Regions from separate parts of the Mus musculus genome. Here all the other regions are linked to region 3. Evidence: chromatin contacts called from public HiChIP or PLAC-seq and promoter capture Hi-C data. All regions are on one chromosome and are shown on one strand. The core of a region is the stretch at or near the end of the contact, and the rest is flanking DNA. Distances in the headings are between cores, read along the strand shown. Region 1 overlaps Zfp704 (zinc finger protein 704). Region 2 holds the start of C030034L19Rik (RIKEN cDNA C030034L19 gene). Region 3 holds the start of Impa1 (inositol (myo)-1(or 4)-monophosphatase 1). Region 4 overlaps Zfp704 (zinc finger protein 704). Region 5 overlaps Zfp704 (zinc finger protein 704). Region 6 overlaps Zfp704 (zinc finger protein 704). Region 7 overlaps Gm41997 (a long non-coding RNA gene).

Region 1 (2,884 bases), core at 340-2,839, 890 kb after region 3:
CAGAAAGATCAAGAGTTCAAGACCCACCTCCACCACATAGGAAAAAAAAATAGGAGGTGGGGTCTAGCTGGAGGAAGTGGGTTGCTGTGGTTGTGTCTCAGAGTTCATGTCTGCTTCCAGCCTGAGCTGCTTTGCAAACTCAAAAGTTGATCAGGCTGTACCCCAGCTCCTACCATACCCTCTCCCACCATAGTAGAGAACATTTCCTTGAACTGTGAACCAGGATAAACATCTCCTGTGAGCCATGCTGTCATATACTCTGTCTTGACCACAAGAACAATAACTCTGAAGATGCTGGGGTTTTATTTTTTCATTGCCTAGAAGCAGGGTCTAAAATGCTACTGAAAGATTCCTTCAGTCAAAAATCGTTCCTAGTCCATATGACAGGAGATCACAAGGAACATTCTCTAGAACATATATAGAAGTGCATTGCAAATCCGAATCCTGTGCTATAGCACCCATCAACTCTGACCTCGAGGCACTCATACGACCTTTCTTAAGCAATTGCTTCCATTCCAAAACAGCCCTGTAGAGTTGTACTGCTCAGCACAGCAGCTGGCAGTCAGCTCGTGTTGCAGGATGCCCACTGTTCCTGCTGTCAGAGTGGGAAACGACAAAGTCAAATCTTCCTATGTAAAAACATGTGTTCCAGATACCTCATGTGACTCACTATCTGAACAGATTAGCCATGATGGAAAAACTACAAGTTAGAGTCCTTTAAACTCACTGGAAGTCATACGTACTGAGTAAGCATGGTGTGGGCACATAGCATAATAATTGTATTTATTTATAAATAATAGCATATGGTACTATCCGTAGTGATACAAAGTGTACTTTATATTTAGTAAAGTTGACTTCAAGGTAGACTTTTGGACACGTTTGAGATACAAGACAAAAACTAGAATGTAGAGAGCAGGCCAGTGAGATGGCTCCATGGGTAAACAGTTGATAAGACTGAGTTCTGTCCCTGAGCCCACACAGAGGTGGCACAAGACAGTGGGCTGTGGCTGGAGTAGACCTGGCCATATTGGTTTTCAGAGTATGACTGTGGAAGTGTTTGGAACTTGGAGCTGGAAAGGCCGTTGTTTGCTTAGAGATAATGGGCTTTTCTGTGGGAGTTTGGAAGATAATGACAATGAGAGAAATGTTGGCAGCACTCCCCCACTCTCTGGGCTCTGAGGTGAGTTAAAGAGCAGTTATCAGGTCAGCATAGCTGTCTCGTACCAGCTGCAATCCCAGAGTTCCTAACCTTGGCAGTTTAACCCTGACGTTCATTTTACTCTGCAGTTGAGAACAAAACCTTTCTGCTTTGGGAAACACGCAAGGGAAGGGGGAGGATCTGTCCGTCAACCTGCCTGTCCTTGTTTCCCAGGTGTCTCCTCCACATCATCCCACAGCAGGCTCAGGAGAGCAGAGACAGCACGCCCACACAGCCCTGTCCTCCCCGCCCAGAGGGACAGTCACCCTAAGGTATGACCGCTTGATGCTACTTCACCTCAAAGGGATTTATTTCCTAAGAAATGGAGAACTAGCAAAAGGGAAGGAAATATGACCCACTGTAAAATGTCTTCCCAGGCCATGAGCGCGCTTCCCTCCCTTCCCGTGGTTTCCTAACCAGTAACTAGTTAAGGGCACTTGTAGTGTGTAGGCTGGAGAGCTGTACTCACTGTCCTCGATTAACTTCTCTATGATAGGAACAGTTAGTTAGTTTTAGTCTACATCTAGGAGAGTCTCCTAGGAAGCCTCAGCCAGAATTCTGAACACTGGAAAGACACTGAAAATTTGGAAGAGCACTGTTGTTCTCTGATGTTATGTGTTTTGTGTATATTTGTTGTTGTTTGTGTGTTTGCTTGTTTTGTAGTAGGCAGGGTACTAGGGGGTGGAGACAGAAGATGCATATGGTGCATATGTGGGGTTTGTCTTGGTGGGGTGTCTCACTCACCCACTGCAGTCAAGCTGGTCCAAGAGCTTGCAGGGATCTCTGTCAGCATCTCTCACCTTGCTCTATAAACACTGGGATTACAGGCAATTGCATGCACGCGCTATCACATCAAGCTCCATATAGGTTCCAAATGTCCTCCTCGTGCTTGGTGAGCAGGGCTGCCCCAGGTCCCCCTCCACAGTCCCCACCTCTTGTGTCTACCCCTTACGCTTACACCATGGCCAAGGAAACATTTCCATGAATGGGATTTAGAAACAGTGTAATCACAGTGGCCAGAGAAGTCCCCAGCCCTACGGGAAGTCCTACTCCATGCTGGGCTTTTTGTCTTCTGTTCCCCCTTATTCTTTGCAACTCTCCCCAGAAGGCCGCCCCGTTCCTGTCCCTAAGGCTGTCTGTGTGCCGTCTTTCTTACAGGAAGCCCAGAGGAGAAGGCAAAAAGTGCCGCAAGGTTTATGGGATGGAAAACAGGGACATGTGGTGCACCGCCTGCCGCTGGAAGAAGGCCTGCCAGCGGTTCATTGACTGAGCCATTCCTGCCTCTCCTTCCAAAGGAAGCTACTCAAGGCCCAGGGAAGGCCCTGCCTGGAATCCCAGGAATATAATTCCTTGGTGGAATTAAAGCAAAACAAAAACAAAAACAAAAACAAAAACACAGCAAAAAATCAGCACTGCACTGCTCTGAGAACCAGGCGAGAGCGCCAAGGAGGACCTTCCTTCGAAGGAAAAGCCCGCTTCCTTAGCTCTCAGTCTGGTCTTAAAGCTGGTCTTCTGTAGCAGCTTAGCCAACCAGGCCCATTTCACCTAGAGAGAAGGCACATTTTGATAAGCTTTCTGAACTCTGGCATTTTCGAGGGTTTTTGACACTGAAAACAATATGCCCATAAGCTACACAATATACCCATAAGCTACACAGTCTGAGGTAGCATTTGTATAAAGGATAGT
Region 2 (3,210 bases), core at 85-2,584, 930 kb after region 3:
TCCTGGATGCTAAGGGCATATGTTGGCTTATTGGTGGGGTCATCACATCACACCAGGATATTGCTGTCTTTAACAAGGACAAAGAAATCTTCACATTTTTGTTGGTTTGTTTGTTTGATCTCTTGCCTACAATAGAGAAATAATCCCAGTATTTTTCTTCTTACCATATATACTCTTAACAGGCTTAGTCTCAGCTAGAAAGATCTTTCAGAATCCAAGACACCTTGCCCAGTGATAGCTCCCCTGGACAATGTAGAGGAAATAGCAGAAAGAGTCCCAGAGACCAAGGACTCGTTTTCAGAGCTAAGTCAAAGGTCAAGGGTGAGGACTGTAGCATCAGACTCCTCCTGCCACTAGGATCCCACAGCCAGAACTCCCTGGCCTCATCCAGGGAAGTGCCCAGTGGCAAGTCACTGCACTGAGAAAGCTCGGGGTTATCATATCAGTTATGTTTCTTCATGGCCTCCCTCAGTTCCTATGAGGCTGGCCAGTCAGTCATAGGTCATTCTCTCTATAAGCCCTGTTGCCTGGCAACACAGCTCACATCTATTTCTATCAGGTTTCCAGGCAAACAGGCTAGTATACTAAGCCAAGGTCCTTTCATTTGTTTTCTTTAAGAAGGAAACACATTTTGTTCCCCCTTTCCTGACATATCCCTGGTACATCTTAAAGTCAGTACCCATGAGACTTCATGGTAGCCAGTTCCTTTCTCACTGCCCAGCCACCATATGTTGCCTGCCTTGTTATCATGGTCATTCTCACAAGTTTTTGCACAGCTTCTATCCCCAGCTCCAGAGCATGACAATTGGATAACTGTCAGAGTTTATACACAGTTTGCCTCCAATCTCTCCTAAACACATCTGCTTTGCAGACCCAGATAATTGCTCATCATTGTTTGTTCAGCCCCGGAGCATCCTTCTAATGATGGTATCTAACCAACCACAGGCCTGGAACTTAAAAGGCAAAACAGAGCAAAACCACCTTTGGATCTCACTTCTGAGAAATTACATATTAACCCCTAGAATTAACTGATGGGTCCCTCTGTTTAATGCCGTGGTGCCGTTGAGGATCCTGCTGAACCTCGAGCTGCCCCATGCCCACAGTGCCTACTTACCATGAGCTGCCTGCCGCAGAGAAGCAACAATGTCCTATCCCAGCTGTTTCTCCAGAGCCAGAGATATCCATCTTAGTTGGCAATTAGACCCCCAGTTGCCAGCTCAAACACCAATGATTGTACTGGGCTGAGTTTCAAGACCCTAGCATCACTGAGGGAAACAAAGGGGAAGGCTCGGAGGCGGTTGCTGGGGACTCAGCTTTTGCTGACACACGAGTGCCTGGAGGAAGTGGCTATTGCAGGTTTTCTGTGATCTAGTTCCAGCATAAGGCACTGCCTTCCTGCAGCAGGAAATGGTAATAGCCCACTGTGGAAACCAGCCAAAGACTCAAAGAGAGTTTGACTGAATCAAGTCCAGGCTCCAAAACGTTCTAAGTGATAAAATGCATGAATCTTTGGGAAACCAAAAGGATTTCTCAAATCAAGGCTATAAAAGCTAAACCAAAGAGTTTAATGTAAAAAATACAATTTTTCCATAGGATTTCTATGTGCAATTTCAACTATACTGATCCACAGTTGGGCACTTGTTTGGAGATTATTCTATTTGATTTTCCGCTGATGGTATAAAACCCTGACTAAACCCATGTGGATGGGGCGAGTGTTTCAGCTTACAGTTTTATATTCCATCAAGAGGGACTCAAGGTGGCTGCCTGGAGGCAGGACGGAAGCAAAACCCACAAAGGAGTACTCATTACTGACTTGCTCTCCTGGGCTTGTTCTGCTAAAGTTCTTACAGCTCAGGTCCTCCTGCCTAGGGATGGCACCACCCACAGTGCGCTAGGCCCTCCCATATCAATAGAAATGATAATATGTTTCACAGACATGATACTCTGGTGGAGAGGGTTAGTCAACAATAACTAGCCAGCAGAGAGGGCCAAGCACAGCTATTCGTATACCCTTGAAGAGCAGACTTATGCTGGGGAAGGCTATCAAGCACACAGCTTCAGAAGAGGTGAACATGGAGCAGCAAGGGAAGGGCTAGACCCCTGCCTAGCCAGCCAGATCAGTCAAATCAACCCTGCGATCAGTGAGGTGACAGATGTCACAGCCAGATAACTCAGAGCCAAACACTACACATGCTTTTAAATGGCGGGGAGCCACCAGAGACTTGCAGTATAAAAGTTCTGGACCCGTGTCAACCCCTCTGTGCTCTGAGGAGGCCTTGCTCTCCTGTCTTCCCTGAGATGTCGGGCATTTGTAATGAGATCATAAAGAACTGACCGGTCCAAGGGTCCAGAAGGACAGTGAAAGGAGCGGGGCCGTTTAGTTAGACACCCACTGCTGTGACAAATGACTGAGAAAAGCTACTTAGAGCCCAAGAGATTTCCTTTGTAGCATGATTTCAGAGGGTTCAGCCTGGGCCCCACTGCCTCCTGGCCTGTGGTAAGGCAGCAGGATGGGGTAGACGAGGAGGGTCAGATTATCTGACTGCAGCCTGTAGGGTGACACTGCCTTCACTTATGTATTGTCCCGTGTAGCAGGCCCTGTGGCAGACACAGCCAGAAGCAGGCTTTACTGGGGCATCTTTTAGTCCAGTCAAGATTACCCATCAGGCCAGGCAGTGGTGCATACCTTTAATCCCAGGAAGAGGCAGGTGGAGCAGAGCTAGATGCCAGCCTGTCTACACGATGAGTTCTAAGACAGCCAGGAGTACCTGGAGAAACCCTGTCTTACCTGTCTCAAAACAAAACAAACAAGACTTAAACATCACCGGGGACAACTTACAGACCAAAACCGTGAGAGCATTTGAAGCTCAGAAAACATTAGCTGATATCCAGTATGCTCTTTCCAGTTCTCATTTCTCTGCAGCAAAATAAACAAATAAACAAGCCAATAAACATCCAAATCAATATTTTACAACATAATAGCTCCCCTTTCCTTCTCTGTTTTGTGTCAGAGCAGCCTGACACCCATAGAAACCCCGGTTAGGGTCCCTGGAATGAAGCCATGTTTCTCTGAGAAAATTAAATGGAAAAAGCTAAGCAATGAGACAGAAAGATTCCCAGGATGCGATATTGCACATGTATGTACACACACACAAAGACACACAGACACACCAAAGTATGCACAATGTCCATGTATGTGAATATATATAC
Region 3 (3,063 bases), core at 407-2,906:
GTCATGTGAGTGTACATGTTTGTGTGTGCTTAGAGTTTTCTTCTTGTCATGTATGGAGGTCTCTATAGACATCAGAGCCACCTCCACACACTCAGCAACAGGGTTCTGTATTGTGTGACACCAGCCTGCAGTCAGTGCTGCTATAACGGAATCAGAACATCAGACTCCTTTGTGCGCTTGGCTTTCAGCAGGCACTTGGCAGGAGAATGGATTGTGCTGAGTTACCTGACTGTAGCAAGGAAGAAGCAGCAGAGGCTGCAATGAGCCCCATGGAGTCCTGCTCATCTGATGGAGGAAGCTAGCGATCATTTAATGTAAAGACATCTGATACCTGGTCCCTCATCTGTCCTGCTTTGCAATGTCAGGGGAGGCTCTTTCACTCATACAGCATGCATTTGATAAGATTTTTATTTTCAAACAACTGATAATAGAGGACCCCAAAACCAAGCTCTTGAAGGTCTTTTGTGGAAGAGCAAAAAACCATGAGTATGTGATAGACACCCACATCAGTGTCTTAAGGCAGCAGGCTTCAGAAGAGTAGACTCATTTTGTCTTTGTGGGTTTATCAATCCGATTTGCTGTCCCTGCCACTCATCTCTGAGACATGTTACATGTTGTTGATAATTTCTTGTTTTGATTCCTGAGAACCAATCACTTCACAAGTAATTATGCCAGGGCATTGTGGTCATCTTGTGGGTAGGTCATCTGGATAGAGTTCCACTTAAAAGTAACATACTTACCATGGTACTGTTCCACGTGAGGAAACATTTTAAGAACCATAAACTAGCCTTTGTTGGTCATCCAGAGCAAGTGGTTGAGCCATGAAGATTCTCTGCGGATTTTGGAGTCAGGGTGCTATGCTCTTGTTGTGTGAGTTTGGGACAAATCCCCTGACTTCTCCAAGCTTTGTTTTCCTCATCTGTATTGTGCAGGGACTCTTCATGAAACCGTTCTAACACTTATGTTTAAGCACGTAAGAGCACAAGTGCTGTCTGGTGTGGTGGCAGGTGCCTGTAGCCCGAAAGTGGAGGCAGGATGCTCAAAGACTTCAGAAGCCAACCTATGCTACATAATGGAACACTGCTAAAAATCGACGCCTTTGAAAGCGGCTCAAAGACAGGGTGCTTGTATAGTATTTACAAAGCCTATGGTCCTTAGTATTGAGGGCTGCAGGTGCGGAGAGCAACTGCCTGCCGCCGTCAAGTCCACAACAAACAACCTGTATCTAAGTGAATTATGGAGAAGAGAGTTGGTGCAAAAAATAAAAATAAAAATCTCCTTTAGGCTTACAGGTTTAACAAATGAGAGTGCCCAATGACAGTCACAACTCCAATTTAGCTGTAGCCGAAGAGCAGAATGGGAAATGGGAAAATATAAACTAATAAAGAAATTTAACTAATATAATTTATATATAATTTAATATATAATATATAATATATTATATATATTTAATTTCACTAATATATAACATATATGATATAAACTAATAAAAAAATAAACTAATAAAGACAAAAGTGGAGATTTGAAAACGGGATTCTTAGAGAAGAAAGGGTATGCAGGAGAATGCCAGAACACGGTAACTTCAACCGGACCAGCCCTTACAAAGGCAAATTCGGCCCGGCTTACACCTCCAGTCTGAGCGAAGACGTGAAGGCGGGGTTTTAATGGGGCGGGACTTCCTGTCGGAGCAATCCCCGTTACCTCCGGAAGAGCCGAAGAACCGAGCCCTCGGACGCCGGCGGTTGAGCATCGATCGCGGTGCGCTCGCGCGAGGTGAGTCGGTTCTGTCCCTGGCTTCCGTGCAGCGTTATTCGGTGGCCGAGGCGGGGGGTTGTGCGGGCTGCAGACAAGCTCTCCCCATGCTGGGCCGGGGCGCCTGCCGGGCCCTCCTCCCGGCGGTGCTCTCCGTAGCGCTCCGGAAACAGCCGAGCGGGTTCGCCAGGCGGTCCTCGATCTCTGAGGTTCTGTGTCGCAGAATGAGCCCGGCTCTGCCCAAGCCCTCAGGGCTCTACACGGCAAGTTCCCTGGCTCACGAATTTACAGGATTAGGGGTGAACAAGACCAGGTCCGGTGATGTCCTGCGTCGGGAGCGGGGCCTGTATAGGATAGAAACAATTTTAAGTCTGTATGATTTTGTTCCCAAAGTGAGGGTGATAGAATATGACCCCCGTGAAAACAAGTCTTGAAGCAAAGGTCTTTGAAATAAAAGGGTTTATTGAGCCATTAATATATATCAGCTAGGAAATGGACCAAGACTTGGGGCACATTTTGTAAACTACCAGCAACAAAGCTAAAAAAGTGCCTCTGATGAGCTAACGCTATAATTGAATTTCAAGGCACAGGCTTTTAAAGTCTCTATTCTTGCCCCCCACCATGCTCCACAAAGCCAGAACAAACCCCAGAGAACTGTTACCTAATTAACTTCCCTTGTGTCTTCCCTCTTCTGGACCTCTACATTTTAGGGCACCTCAGAAATTTTTATTTATCAGCCTCCTTTCCTCAAGGAATATTAGAACTGATTAAGAAGATGTAGCATGCATTATAAATGACCAAATGTTGCATAGCAACAGCAGTTTTTCTGCAACTGTCTATTGCTTGATATCTGTTGGGTTGAAGATTCGATGGATGGCTTTTGAAACAGTCCTGGGGAGTCAGGAGGTGTTCTGTTCATGTTGTCACAAGGTAAAGTGTGAGTGGCTTGAGGAAGCAAGTGGTGAGGAGGCAAGCCCAGCCCAAGAATGTCCAGTTGTGACAGAATAGAAGAGAGCAGTAAGAACAAGTGTGACCAAGTTTGGAAAGCATTCTTGAAGAGCTGTAAGGAGTTTATTCTATAACTCAAAGCGCCTTTTATATGCTTGCTTGGACGCTTGGATCACAGGAAAAGGCGCTTAGGCGTGAGGGCAAATGTCTGTAATCCCACCAGCATTCTGAAGACTAAGCGAGGATGCTCAAAGCTTGAAGCCCACCTTATATCAATAAGAAGGAAGGTGAAGCCGTAGCCAGCAGCATCTGGTTGTGTCTGTCTGCTCTGTGTCCCTGCGCTTCTCCGTGTACCTGACGCTC
Region 4 (3,331 bases), core at 469-2,968, 870 kb after region 3:
CGTCACTTGGCCAGCTTTGGGAGGGCAGAATCTAGCAGACTTTTTTCCTCTGGTTTCTTTCTTTCTTTTTCTTTATTAGATATTTTCTTTATATACATTTCAAATGCTATTCCGAAAGTTCCCTACCCCTACCCCTGCCCTGCTCCCCTACCCACCCACTCCCACTTCTTGGCCCTGTCGTTCCCCTGTACTGGGGCATATAAAGTTTGCAAGACCAAGGGGCCTCTCTTTCCAGTGATGGCCGACTAGGCCATTTTCTGATACATATGCAGCTAGAGTCAAGAGCTCCGGGGGTTACTGGTTAGTTCATATTGTTGTTCCACCTATAGGGTTGCAGACCCCTTCAGCTCCTTGGGTGCTTTCTCTAGCTTCTCCATTGGGGGCCCTGTGTTCCATATTATAGATGACTGTGAGCATCCACTTCTATATTTGCCAGGTACTGGCATACGAGACAGCTATATCAGGGTCCCTTCCTCAAAATCTTTCTGGCATATGCAATAGTGTGTGGGGTTTGGTGGCTGATTATGGGATAGATCCCCGGATGGGGTAGTCTCTGGATAGTCCATCCTTTTGTCTTAGCTCCAAACTTTAGTGAGGTAACCCAATCACAAAGGAAGTCATTAGATATGCACTCACTGATAAGTGGATATTAGCCCAGAAACATAGAACACCCAAGATACAATTTGCAAAACACAAGAAAATCAAGAAGAGGGAAGACCAATAGGTGGATACTTCATTCCTCCTTAGAATAGGGAACAAAATACCCATGAAAGGAGTTTCCTCTGGTTTCAAATAGATTGTTTCCGAACTACTATGGAATGTGACTGGGACTCTGAGAAGATGCAGTTCCTGTCATGACCACGAGGTGATGCAATGACCCAAAGTATGGGCACTATGGTACTCTCCAGAGAAAACCAATTCTGTAGAAGGGTAAAAGTTAACTACCAATTCCACAAGACCTTCTGGAAAGTCAGATTCCTGGTTCTGTCATATCTAGGTGTGATGTTCTGTGTATTCTGAAGTTGGGGTGTGTCACTGCTGTGCTGTGTGTGCTGTGCTGTGTGTGCTTTCGCCCTTGGATGCTGAGTGGGTTGGGAGCTTAGGAACCCTAGGCATAGAGACAAGATGCCATGGGCCTGATCCTGTATTGATAGATCAGTGCTGAATGGCTCACGGTGACTGTGAACCCCTCAGTCACCCAGTGCACTTTTGGGGTTAATGTGAGAAAACTCGCTGCAATGTTGTGAGTTTGGGTAGCTCTGGCAGAAATTGGGAATACACAGGAAACCTGACTCAGGAGTCTGTCTACTGGACCAGCAACAGTACCCCAGAGGCGCTTATAAACCTGGTTTTCATCACTTTCCCTTGGTTCGTAGGTGTGGTGACCATGGACAGTTTTACTGGGGGTTGGTTGGAGGGGAGCTTGAATCAAAACAGGAAGCTGTAAGCTAACACAGGAGTTTCGGTAGCTGTGTGGTCTTCAACCACGAGTTAAGCATTTGCTGCACTCTGCATTTTTTATCTTTGGGCTTATACTTATCCCCCAAAACACACAGATCTACAAAACTCATAAGTATGATGTGTTGTTTTAAACAAAATCCCAATTGTTCAATTTTACCAATGAAAACTTGGGAGCCAGATGCTGCAGATGCTGGAGTTAAAGCCTGCTAGCTCAGACAGGCAGAGAAAGCACCAACTGACCTTCCTCCTTAGTGGACCTCCCAAAACCGAATGTCCCTCCCTTCTACTTCCTGTGCATCTGCCTATCAGGTCCTCCTGACTCCCTCTTACTATGTCTTTTTGTTAATAATCACATATTCGCTCCCTGTCAAATGCCTCTTGACCTATGGTTGATTTTACTTAAATCTTGTTTACAGTATTCAAGCAAAAAGTTCCTGGATTAAAAGTGTGTGTTAGGGCTGAGCTACACCACAACTGGAAATAAGTTTTTCCAATAAATAACACAATCTCGGGGTCCACAGTGTGGTTACATATCCTGCAACAGTGGTGCCCACCTGCATCGTGAACTCTACAGCGTTCATTCCGAATCTGCTTCTCAGGAGCAGGAAGGTCTCCCAAGGGAGTGCTGTGCAGAAGCGGTCCCAATGAGGATAGTGCGTGAGCACACCAACCCCAAAGGTACACTGGGTGATGGAGAGGCTCACCACCCTGAGCCACTCGGCACTGACGGATCAATACGTATCAGGATGGAGGCAAGTGTTCTCTTGTTTCCATACCTAGGGTTCCCTAGCCCCCCACCTGCCCAGCATCCAAGGCACAGCACAGCACAGCAAGCATTAGCAGCATTCATGGCTCTTCCATCTTTTCATCCGTGTGTGTTTCTCTGGAATGACACATCATCAGGAAGAGCAGCAAGCAGTTAACCAGGAGAGGAAGAGCACAGATCAGAGCCCTGGGCTCCCAGAGTCCAGGGTGGGCCAGCCATGTGGTCCCTAGGTTGAGGGTGCTGGAGCACCGAGGAACTCAGACAGCATCTACAGTCGTCCTAACCATCCAATCTCACCTAGGAGTCAACAGGACAAAATGCACTTCTAGAATCCATGGATTAAGAAAATAATTGACTAGGGATTCTTATTAACTCAGGAACCCTCAGGCCACACGTTTACCTCTATAGTAAATTCCTATCACTGCAGTGCCGGCCATGGTGGGACTGGCTGAGGGGAAGTGGAAGGATGCAGGGTTCGTACAAGGTCCTAAGTTCTGGCAACAGGAATGAATGCTCACTCGCATTGCCAGTAGAAATGCAAAATGTGGTATAACTACTTTGAAAACTAGTTTGGCAATTTCCTACAAGTTAAATATGTGCTAAGCATACGACCCAGGAACTCTACTGTTGCATCTGTATTTACCTAAGAGAAAAGAAAATGCGTGTCCACAAAAAGACTCCTAGACAAAGGTTCATTGCCGCTTTATTTATTATCACCCCAACCGGAAGCAACGCAGATGTCTGCCAGCGGGCATGTGAAAAAGGAGACTGGTGTATTCATAGTAGAATACCACACTACCAAAAAAGAGAAAAGCTACCAATGCACAGAGCAACGGGCCACTGTCAGAATGTCAGCGTGTGGTGGGGATTCAGCCACAGGAGACTGCATTGTGTGTATGCTGTGCACAGGGACGTCTTGATTGTTCGTCGTTTTTAAGACAGCCTTACTTCAAGACCAAGCTAGCCTCGAGCTCACTGTGGAGCCGAGGATGGCCTTGACTGACTTTGTCTACCTCCCAAGTGTGCCTATGTGTTTATACAATGCTGGAGATGGAGCCCACGGCCCCTTGGTACCTGCTAGCAAGCATTACCAGCTGAGCCACA
Region 5 (3,258 bases), core at 191-2,690, 790 kb after region 3:
CAGGGGGGTAAGAATCAACAAAAGATGACTACTACTGGTATATGAAAAATATATGAAATTCAAATTTTAGAGTGTGTCAATAAAATGCCATTGAAACCAAGCCTTTCCCTTCCTGTGGTGTCAAGGCCAGTAGCCCTAAGAAATACTTCCTGCCTAAGTTTTTAGAGAAAGAGCTGGCCTGTTGGAGCATCACCTACTGAAGCATGTGTGGGCACCCCTGGGTTCCTGAACCCTACCCTAAAGTACACATTTCTAGTTTCTTTGGAGACTCAGTTGTGTCATGTGATTTTTTTTTCTTTTCTTTTAAGATTTATTTATTATTATATGTAAGTACACTGTAGCTGTCTTCAGACACACTAGAAGAGGGCATCAGATCTCATTATGGATGGTTGTGAGCCACCATGTGGTTGCTGGGATTTGAACTCAGGACCTCTAGAAGAGCAGTCACTGCTCTTAACTGCTGAGCCATCTCTCCAGCCCCTGATGGTTTTCTGGAAACTGTCAGGAGAGGATTTTTTGCTGAGAGCAGACACATGGTAGTTTTCTGGAAGCTGTCTTGGGAGACAGCATGTAACACTTTGCTGAAACAGACACTTGAGGGCGTGCGATGTTTAGGAAGAGTGACCCCACCGTGAGGGGATGCTCTTGTATTGGTTGCCGTTGGTCTTCTTCATTGTTGCCGTTGGCTGACAACAAACACTCAATGGTTGATTTGCCTTGCTAAGCTTGGCTGATCTCTCCTAATGATGCTCTTGCAAGCTGGTCTTCACTGGTCTTTGTCGTGACTCTATGGAGAAAAACAAGGCAGAGAACTTCTTGTATTCTGTTTGCTTCTTGCCGCTTCCGTGGACACATGCTAATTCGGTGGAGCCTTGTGGTTTCTTCTGGAACAAGCCAGGGCTACTGATTCATGTTAATATTTTAAACTGGGCTGTTGATATTCTGACGATGAAGATTAGAATTGCCCCAAAGAACTATTTCTAAACATGTCTACACCCCACCTTGTCCTATTAACCATCTTTCTCCCCTACCTTTGGTCGGTGGGCTAGAAGGGAAGTTAAAGTGTTTAAGAATCCAATTAGAGTAGGTTTTGAAAAAATCTAAGCCAGATGGTACTGTCAGAATCTTTGAAACTATGCTTCAAGAATACGCAGACTCTTGAAACTCACACCCAGATGCGCACTAAGGATCCACCTTGGTGACCCAAGGACCTGTGAAAGGCAAAGCTGCTCTATATGTCCCCGCCACCTGCTTGCCTCTTAACTCGTACATGTAGTAACTTGTCTACCCACTGTATGGTTGGTCAGATTCTAAGCTCTGTTCTGCATATTGTGGGGAGAAGGCCACATTAGTTTCTTTGGCCCACTGTTAACATAATATGAAATACTGTCAGGATAAACAGGGATTTGTTCTTCTACAATTCTGAAATCAGGAGTCCAAAGTCCTCCAGGGCTGTTTACCTTCCTGCCCAGGCATGCCTCCAGCACTCTGACTCTGTCTCAGCAACATACTGTAGCCCCATGCCTCTTATACCTCTTTAAGGATGCTTCTCACTAGGTTAATAATCCAAGATGACTTCCTCAAGAAGCTTAAGAGTTACAACAGCAGAAACCCTTTTCCAAATAAGGTTATTACAGGTGTGGGGATTAGGATGTGCCCATAGCTTTGGGGCCACCATTCAGCTTGAAACTAATGCCATTAATCTTTATCCCAATAACCCGCCTAGTTCCAAGTTGTAAGGATTCTCTGTCTCCATCTCTAGGCCCGCTTGTGCCATTTTGGTTTCATTCTGCCATGAAAATCCCTTATTTACACATTTATGATGGTTTCCCACTTGGGAAGCTTTAGAGTGTGTGTCTATGTCAGGAATTGTGCTCTCTGCAGTAATGTCGCCTCCACACTGTCATTTCCAGCCCCTCTTCGTCCCTCTGGCCACACTGCTGTATGTGTCCTTACAGCTCTGGCCGTCCGCCTGAGCCTGCAAACACCACCCTTCCTTCTGGAAGACAGGCTGTGCCTACATCTTCATTTCCTGCTCCTACGAGTGCAGTCTCCTGACGCATACATACTTGTCAGAGCTGGTTTAACAATGACCTTCCCATGAGACCTCTGATGCTTCTTTGTGTTGTGTGTGAGTCTCTGTGCTTTCTGCATACTCTTCTGTCTCTGAATGCATTATTCTGGCTCCAAGTGCCCGACATCTGTAAGTCAGGGACTGAGAGAGACAGTGTCAGATTAAGAGCCTCTAAATCCAACCCCAGGACTTTAAGTGACACTAAGTAAATGTGTGTATTTACTATACTAACTTGTAACTACCTATACTGTATTTATTTATTTCAAACCTGAGACCACAAAGTGGCCACAAAGAATTTTTCTGTTCCGATACTGTATTTAGAAGTTCCAATACTTAAGTCACCAGTAAGCATGGATGTAAATCAACCAACCTTTCTCATGGATGTCGGTATTGTTAGCAATCCAGTTTTGTTGGTTTTGATTATATTCCTTTTCATCAAGCAATGAATTGATGATTATGAACTGGCTCTATATTTACTGCTTACTGTCATACAAGTTAGCTACAGCCAAAGAGTCACCTACCTGAGGTCACCACTGAGTGCAGACTTTCTGAAGCCCATTAAGGGGAGCAGACCAGTGCTCCTGCCGGATGATAGTAGTATTTACCCAGGAGATTTACCCTGTGATAAATGCCTTATGAAGGATCATTTCCTGTGACTTGTGTTCTAACAAGTGCTGCTGTGGGGTTGGCGTTTCTGAACACATAGATGGCTTGCCATGATGAAAGCATGTGCGCAGTTCCGTAAGGCTCAGGATGGAGCAGCTGAGGAGGTGGGTACCCTTGGGATGCTAAGCCAGTGTTTCTAAAGATGATTTGGAATGCATCTTTCAAAACATGTGATCCTAGGCTTCATGGAGGGAAGTCACATGTTATGTGAGCTTTCAAGTCATCGGGTCTACGTATCCTGAAAGAGTCAGTGAGCAGAGCTCAGGACGAGAATCAGTCTGGGATCCTCTCAGGAGCTGCTGCCCTGTGTCACGAAGCAAGGACTGGCTCTAGTGCTGAGACCACGCTGCTGATAATCTCATTCTGGCTTTCTCCCTTGAGGTGCAGGCTGTGTTTTAAATGTCCGTTGGCATTTTTAATATGCACAAACCCACAGCTAACACGTGACTTCTGTTTGTTCTTCACTTTCTACCTTGGCTCCCATGTGCGCTGTCCCATGATGTTAGCCTCCAAGGAGT
Region 6 (3,096 bases), core at 164-2,663, 840 kb after region 3:
ACAGGGATCGAATGATCTCTTTGCAACATCACCTCATCTCTGTCTGGCAGCCTCAGTACCTGAATGCAGAGTACAGTTGTTTCACTTAGATCTTAATGAGTAATTTAATTTGGTGAGTCAGAGTTTTGATTTTTACAGCCATGAAATAAAACCAGTGTTCATCCATTATTCTTTTCATTTTAGAAATCACTATTGTTTCTGTGGAATCCGTTCAGCTGATGAATATTAAGCCTGACTTCTGTGGGAGGCAACTAGCAGAATAGAAAGGCAATTATAATAGATTTTTGTTGTTGTTGAGCAAAATATTTATACTGAAATCCCAGAGTCCAGGCACGCTCCCCCTTCTCCGCCACGTCCCGCCATAACCTAAAGTGGGCCAGTGTGCTGCCAGTGCACTCACAAGAGAATCTGTCAATCAGGTGGAATGTAATGATCACAAGGAAAACTTAAAGTTTTGGAGGAATGGGTTTTTTGAAGACTACTCCACATGTGAATATGTGAAGTTAGGAAAAGCTCAGTGGACACGCAGTGAGCTGGCTAGAGGGGCTCCTTAGGGCAGCTGTGAATCAGGTTTGTGCAGAGGTACCCCAAAGTCATAGCACTTATTAATGTTACCTGAGAGCCTTAGTCAGTGACTTATTGAGAATGAAAGAATTACAGCAAGATCAAACAACAACCACAAAAACCTCAGCTTGGTACCTCAGGATATCATGCCTTCTGGATAACTCACACTCTGTCTCTCTGCCTCTGTCTGTCTGTCTGCCTATCTATCTCCCCCCTTCTCTCTCTCTCTCTCTCTCTCTCTCTCTCTCTCTCTCTCACACACACACACACACACACACACACACACACATCCTATAAGAGAAATAAGGTTGTAGAGAGTGTGGAATTTGCATCCATTTGCCTGTTCATTACCCAAACTCTTATTGGATCCCCATGTCAGCCACTGGTTTGGGCTCTAGAGACAGGACTGTTCTCGTCCACATAAATGTGTTTTCTTCTTGGGTGATACAGGTTCAAGGAAAGAATTTTCTTCTGGAACATTCAAATAATCAAACATTTACCTCATCTGGCTGATCGAACATTCTGCAGACATTGATTCTTAAAGAGGGAACAAGCTGGATATAACTGGCTGCTCTTGAACACTGTGGTCCCACACTCTGAGATGTGGTCCCATGCTCTGACAGTGTCCCACACTCCAGCAGCTAGCATTAGTTACATGGGGGAAAGTCACAGCAACGTTAGGCGGTCCTCTTTTTAACCTGTGTTCTTATCTGAGTCTTAGAGAATTTTGCACATTGTGTTATGTTCATATTTATCCATAACTCCTCCAGGCTCACCCTGCTACTGGTATTCTTTTAAAAGAATGACTCATTGAGCCCTATTTGTGCTGCCTTTGACTGGCAGCAGGCCTCATTAGTGTAACAAATGGTCAGTTGGAGTTTGTCATGTGTCTTAGCCTGTGTTTTGTTGCCGTGTAGAGACGTGACCACAGCAACTCTTATAAAGAAAAGCATTTCATTGGGCCTGGCTTACAGTTTCACAATGTTCGTCCATTTTCATCATGGCAGATGGTAGCTGAGAGTTCTACATCATGATCCACAGACTGCAAGAGAGAAAGAGAGAGTCACCATGCCTGGCTTGGGCTTCTGAAACCTAAAGCCACTTCCCTAATGACACTCTTCCTCCAACAAGGCCACACTTCCTAATCCTTCTAAATAATGCCACACCCTGATGACTAAGCATTCAAATATGTGAGTCTATGGGGAACATTTTTATGCAGACTGCTACTTCATGCCTTTCCCTAAAGCCCCAGAACCAGACAGCTATTGGGTGAGACCCACAGACATCACAGAGTACATCCCTCTCAGCAGGACTAAAGGAGTGACCTCCTTGCTGTCAGTATCAGATTTAAGGAGGGCGCCTGGAGTACAGGCCTCACTGAAGTAAATCTTACACAGCGATATGTAGACATGGCCCTTATCTAAGGCGATGGTGAAGACATAAATCCATGAAGACATGTTATGGGAATGGTACTTTAACGGGACTCCTGATGCCTGGCAGTTTGAAATCATCTTGCCCATGGCTTGACTTCTGTATTATCTGTCATCTCTATGTCTGCCTCACAATGGCAGGCATGTGACCTAATTCACCAGTTTCTACTTCCATAGTCTGATACAAAGTTGACTTGTATCCTGTGACTGATTGTAGTAACCGAGAATACAGATGATGGAGTCTTGGAATGCTGTACTAAATAAACACTTCTGTACTTTACACCTTCCGAAATGACCAGACGAAATTCTGCCGCAATTACCATCTGTACAAGGGCAGAATGGATGGAAACCTGTTTAACAGTGACACCTGTGAGTCACTTAAGGGACCTAGGGGGACCAAACAAACTCAGCACGAGTCAACAGCTCAGAAAGCAAATGTCTAAATTGTTACTAGGAATGGGTCCCCTGTCACAGTTCATTTCAACAAGGAACTGTCCCTTAACAGGTGCTGTGCAGGCCGTTGGAGAGCTATAAACAAATGAACAAGGTCTCCTGTATGGAACTGTACATGGATGTAACTCAAAATATATCAAATGCCGAAATGTAAAGGATAAAACTATCCAGCTCTTAGAGCAAAAGGGGAGTAAATTTAATGACCTTGGATTTACTTGTGGTCTCTTAAATATGGTCTTAGAAGCTTAAGCAACAATGGGAAGACAACTGAAACTTTACTTTATTAAAGCTTAAAATTCAATGCAGAAAAGGACACTACCAAGAAAATAAAGAAAATAAAGACACAAAGAGTATGTATAACATCCAGAATATTTACGACTTATTAATTAAAAAACAATGTAATTTTAAGGAATGAGCAAAGGACTTGAGTAACTTTTCTGTTAAAGATAAGCAATCAGAAATGGGACTGCTGTGAAGACGCTCAGCATCGTTAGTCATCAGGTCAGAGCTGTGACTGATGGAGGAATGATGGTGTGACTCAAAAGATGGACCCTAACAAACGTTGGAAAGACGGGGTGCGGGACTGGGCAGTTGGTAAGAGGTACAGCTGCTGTGGGCAGTAGTTGAACTCAGAATTACTGTGTGTCCC
Region 7 (3,011 bases), core at 175-2,674, 990 kb after region 3:
AGTGATGGTACTCTTTCTGATACTATTAACAGCTGATTGGAATTGGTTAACAGCTAATTGAAGAATCGCCATTTAGGGAAATTTTCTGATCTGGGGACCCTTGACCTAGTTCTTTATGGATCAGAGGGCAGGGAAGAGGAGGCCTCCCGAGGAAGTGAGCCAGGGCGGGGCCTCTGCGAGGGGAGGGGCGTGGTTAAAGACCCACAGAAGCCTCCAGCCAGCTGGCCCTCTCTCCTTCCACACTGAGACCATGCTTTATCTTTAGCGATCTCGCCTTCAGCCCAGCGCTGGACAAGACTGTTCCTGCCCATTTTTATACGGTGCTTTGCAATGTTTACCTGGAGATTTATTGTGAGGATACAGGAACACAGGCATGCGCGGTGCTGCCCTGGGCAATACACCGCAACCCCAGCGCAGAAGCCAGGCACAGAGAAGACCCCCTCTCCTCTTCTGAGTCTGCTTTTTGCCGGTTCCTCTCCACGAAGCCGGAAGCTGCTTAACTGTTCACCTGGCAACCCTTCTTTAAATCTCATTTCTAAACATGGAACCCCACCCCTGAAAAACAATAAAATGTACAGTTTAAATACTTTAAAGTGGGAAGTATTTAGATCTCTCTATTTTCACGTGTTTTACTTCTATTTTTTCCAGAAATATTTATTTTATTATTTATTTGTGTGTTTGTATGTGAACAGGCTCGGGGCCAGAGGAGCTTGGCTCTCATAGGGACGGAGTTACAGATGATCGTGAGTTCCATGAGGTGGTGCTGGAAGCTAACTCCTGTCCTTTGGAAGAACAGTAAGCTCTCTTAACCACATGGCCATCTCTTCCAACATTGTTTGTTTATTTGGTTGGTTTGTTGATTGGTTTTTTTAATTTTATTTTTAAAAATATTTTTACATATTTGTTTTCATTTTCTGTGTATGAATGTTTTACCTTGCATGTATGTCTGTGCACCCACGTGGTACACCCTTGATGACCCAAGAAGTCAGAAAAAAACCCAGATCTCCTGACACAGTAATTAAAGACAGTTGTGAGCTGCCATTTGGGTTCTTGGAACCCAACCCAGGACTTCTGCAAAAGCAAAAGGTACCCTTGATCCTCAGCCACCTCTCTGGCCCTACTGGTTTCGTTCTGTTTGTTTTCGACAGAGACTCTAGGAGGATGAATCTGGTCTCCCGACTTGCTGTAAAGCCCAGGCTAGCCTCAACTCAAATCCTCCTGAGTCAACCTCCAGAAGTCTGGGATTACAATAGCCTGGGGAGTTTCCCAGGGGGAGAGAGGCACGCCTGAGGCTTTGGTAGACCTTGTAGGGCTGTCTCCAATGGCTCTCTCAGCTCACCACATCAGTTTTAACTCTGCAGAGCCTTACTTCCAGATTCTCTAGAATACACTCACTTCCTCCCCTTTGTGGTTACTCATGTATCCATGGTGCATTCTCCATGCTCTTCAGCCCTAATCTGATAATCCTTTTCTCATGCTATGAGGTAGGACATTGCTCACCCATGACTCCTTCCTGCCATCTTCTCGCTGCTGCATGAAAGGGCAGGAAGGAAGGAAGGAAGGCGACTTAGCTCAAATGCGATCAAGGATAGTGTATTCTTTTTAAAATAGAAGAGACAATGAGCCCCCTTTCATGATTCTATGAAACATCTGTGGTTTCTCCTATTACTTTAGAGGTTATCTAATCCCCACCGCAACCAGTGATATAAAGTGACTGGCCTGGGGTCACACACAGTCAGAACTCCGTGTCCAGGTTCCGTCATGTCCGTACATCCCCAACCACTCCCCATGCAGTAGGCTGCCTCCCATGGAGGTGCGAGCGGGAAGAAGGCGCTGAAGAAGCGAACATGGTGGGTGGGGTCCTAACCCAGTTTTGATCTCACTCACATGGGGACCTTCCATATAGCATAGTCTGGCATGAGACCATAGAACTGGTGTTTCAAGCAGGCGTGGCTTTGGATGACCTGGGCCTCATGGATAGGCTTGGTCTCAGTCTCAATCCATCTGCATTGAGGAGGCTGGTTTACCAGAAAGTTAAGCTGCTGCCTACCATAAGGTACAATGAGCTTTCCTCTGGTGAGAGAGCTGTACAGCACAGAAATGGGGCCCTCTGAGAAATCACTGAGTAGCATTCTAATGAAAGGAGGAATGGGAACAATGTGGATTTGAACCACTTCTCGGTGGACTCCCTCTGGGCCTCCATCACCACATAAAGTTTTGTTGAAGACCTTTTTATTTTATTTTATTTTATTTTATTTTATTCTTTTTTAAAGTTTATGTATGTGTAGGTCTTTTGCCTGGATGTATGTCTATGCACCACTGTATGGCTGTGACAGAGGAGGGTAGCAGACCACCCACCCCCCTTCCAACACATACGCATTGTAATTATAGATGGTGGTGAGCCACCATGTAGGTGTTGGGAATTGAACCTCAGTCTTCAGAAAGATCATCTAGTGCTCTTAACCACTGAGCAATATGTCCAGTCTCCTGGAAGACTTTTGAGAGAATAGTCTTGTTACCACTACCTAAGGGCCATAAAGTGGTCTCAACCACAGATTGTTATTTATGAAAATTGAACTCAGTTTTACATTTTTAGTACATAGCCAGGTAACTCCCTTCTGTGTCTCATGAAATTCCTCTTTTAAAAAAGTCTTTTAGGGGATGAAGGGATGGCTTAGTAAGAATATTTTTCCAGGGGCTGGAGAGATAGCTCAATGGTTAAGAACATGGACTGCTCTTCCAAAGGACCAGGGTTCAATTCCCAGCCCCACAGGGCAGCTCATAACTGTCTATAACTCCAGTCTCAGCAGACCTGGCACCGGCTCATGCAGGCAGACAAAACACCAGTGCACATAAAATAAAAACAAATAGACTATACATATATACCATATACATAAACACATATGTATGAATACTCTCCCAGAGACTAGAGTTTGGTTGTCAGAATCATATCCTCCATCCACTTACATTCGCATACCCACATAAAAAAACAAACACATACACAAAATTAA

Evidence for each region. Promoter capture Hi-C pulls out the DNA fragments that hold promoters and counts their contacts. HiChIP or PLAC-seq counts read pairs in DNA pulled down with a chosen protein or histone mark. Capture Hi-C pulls out chosen DNA fragments and counts their contacts.
Region 1: a contact with region 3 is called in an H3K4me3 HiChIP or PLAC-seq map of bone marrow-derived macrophages, with 3 times the contacts expected there. The contact joins the enhancer-like site here to the promoter of Impa1 in region 3. A contact is called at or near these places in 3 of 39 promoter capture datasets (HPC-7-derived erythroid cells, cranial neural crest and embryonic stem cells), 1 of 115 datasets of contacts at active chromatin or transcription factors (bone marrow-derived macrophages) and 2 of 9 other capture datasets (liver and macrophages).
Region 2: a promoter capture Hi-C map of liver shows a contact between it and region 3, with 5 times the contacts expected there. The contact joins the promoter of C030034L19Rik here to the promoter of Impa1 in region 3. A contact is called at or near these places in 6 of 39 promoter capture datasets (the C10 cell line, the HPC-7 cell line, liver and 3 more), 4 of 115 datasets of contacts at active chromatin or transcription factors (T-cell acute lymphoblastic leukemia, bone marrow-derived macrophages and large pre-B cells) and 3 of 9 other capture datasets (adipose tissue, liver and macrophages).
Region 4: an H3K4me3 HiChIP or PLAC-seq map of bone marrow-derived macrophages shows a contact between it and region 3, with 6 times the contacts expected there. The contact joins the enhancer-like site here to the promoter of Impa1 in region 3. A contact is called at or near these places in 4 of 39 promoter capture datasets (the C10 cell line, the HPC-7 cell line, embryonic stem cells and 1 more), 2 of 115 datasets of contacts at active chromatin or transcription factors (bone marrow-derived macrophages and stem cell-derived neural progenitor cells) and 1 of 9 other capture datasets (liver).
Region 5: a promoter capture Hi-C map of liver shows a contact between it and region 3, with 2.6 times the contacts expected there. The contact joins the enhancer-like site here to the promoter of Impa1 in region 3. A contact is called at or near these places in 5 of 39 promoter capture datasets (embryonic stem cells, hippocampal neurons and liver) and 1 of 9 other capture datasets (adipose tissue).
Region 6: a promoter capture Hi-C map of the HPC-7 cell line shows a contact between it and region 3, with 6 times the contacts expected there. The contact joins the enhancer-like site here to the promoter of Impa1 in region 3. A contact is called at or near these places in 7 of 39 promoter capture datasets (the HPC-7 cell line, embryonic stem cells, hematopoietic stem and progenitor cells and 2 more), 2 of 115 datasets of contacts at active chromatin or transcription factors (bone marrow-derived macrophages and embryonic stem cells) and 2 of 9 other capture datasets (embryonic stem cells and liver).
Region 7: a promoter capture Hi-C map of pre-B cells shows a contact between it and region 3, with 3 times the contacts expected there. The contact joins the enhancer-like site here to the promoter of Impa1 in region 3. A contact is called at or near these places in 3 of 39 promoter capture datasets (HPC-7-derived erythroid cells, frontonasal cranial neural crest and pre-B cells), 2 of 115 datasets of contacts at active chromatin or transcription factors (bone marrow-derived macrophages and embryonic stem cells) and 3 of 9 other capture datasets (adipose tissue, liver and macrophages).

Annotation. Positions count from the first base shown.
Region 1 is chr3:9,438,371-9,441,254 of GRCm38.p6, reverse strand. It overlaps Zfp704 (zinc finger protein 704), which reads left to right. Exons shown (of 9, transcript NM_133218.2): 8 at 1,373-1,470; 9 at 2,357-2,884. The coding sequence ends at 2,468. Among named protein-coding and RNA genes, the nearest start is that of C030034L19Rik, 37 kb to the right of the region's middle. Within about 2 kb of position 1,589, at least 10 of the 459 cell types and tissues checked have an H3K27ac peak or open chromatin away from gene starts, as enhancers often do. A contact at or near this core is called in bone marrow-derived macrophages, where this site is marked.
Region 2 is chr3:9,401,144-9,404,353 of GRCm38.p6, reverse strand. It overlaps C030034L19Rik (RIKEN cDNA C030034L19 gene), which reads right to left and starts at 1,334. Exons shown (of 4, transcript NR_160691.1): 1 at 1,115-1,334.
Region 3 is chr3:10,330,032-10,333,094 of GRCm38.p6, reverse strand. Impa1 (inositol (myo)-1(or 4)-monophosphatase 1) reads left to right here and starts at 1,656. Exons shown (of 9, transcript NM_018864.6): 1 at 1,656-1,773. Slc10a5 (solute carrier family 10 (sodium/bile acid cotransporter family), member 5) reads left to right here. Exons shown (of 1, transcript NM_001010834.2): 1 at 1-1,361.
Region 4 is chr3:9,464,043-9,467,373 of GRCm38.p6, reverse strand. The region is part of intron 4 of Zfp704 (zinc finger protein 704); the gene reads left to right. Among named protein-coding and RNA genes, the nearest start is that of C030034L19Rik, 63 kb to the right of the region's middle. Within about 2 kb of position 1,718, at least 22 of the 459 cell types and tissues checked have an H3K27ac peak or open chromatin away from gene starts, as enhancers often do. A contact at or near this core is called in the HPC-7 cell line and bone marrow-derived macrophages, where this site is marked.
Region 5 is chr3:9,536,888-9,540,145 of GRCm38.p6, reverse strand. The region is part of intron 2 of Zfp704 (zinc finger protein 704); the gene reads left to right. Among named protein-coding and RNA genes, the nearest start is that of Zfp704, 72 kb to the left of the region's middle. Within about 2 kb of position 1,440, at least 15 of the 459 cell types and tissues checked have an H3K27ac peak or open chromatin away from gene starts, as enhancers often do. A contact at or near this core is called in embryonic stem cells and liver, where this site is marked.
Region 6 is chr3:9,490,623-9,493,718 of GRCm38.p6, reverse strand. All of the region lies in intron 2 of Zfp704 (zinc finger protein 704), which reads left to right. Among named protein-coding and RNA genes, the nearest start is that of C030034L19Rik, 89 kb to the right of the region's middle. Within about 2 kb of position 1,413, at least 24 of the 459 cell types and tissues checked have an H3K27ac peak or open chromatin away from gene starts, as enhancers often do. A contact at or near this core is called in the HPC-7 cell line, bone marrow-derived macrophages and embryonic stem cells, where this site is marked.
Region 7 is chr3:9,338,279-9,341,289 of GRCm38.p6, reverse strand. Gm41997 (a long non-coding RNA gene) reads left to right here. Exons shown (of 3, transcript XR_878675.1): 2 at 693-795. Among named protein-coding and RNA genes, the nearest start is that of Gm41997, 4.1 kb to the left of the region's middle. Within about 2 kb of position 1,424, at least 24 of the 459 cell types and tissues checked have an H3K27ac peak or open chromatin away from gene starts, as enhancers often do. A contact at or near this core is called in pre-B cells, where this site is marked.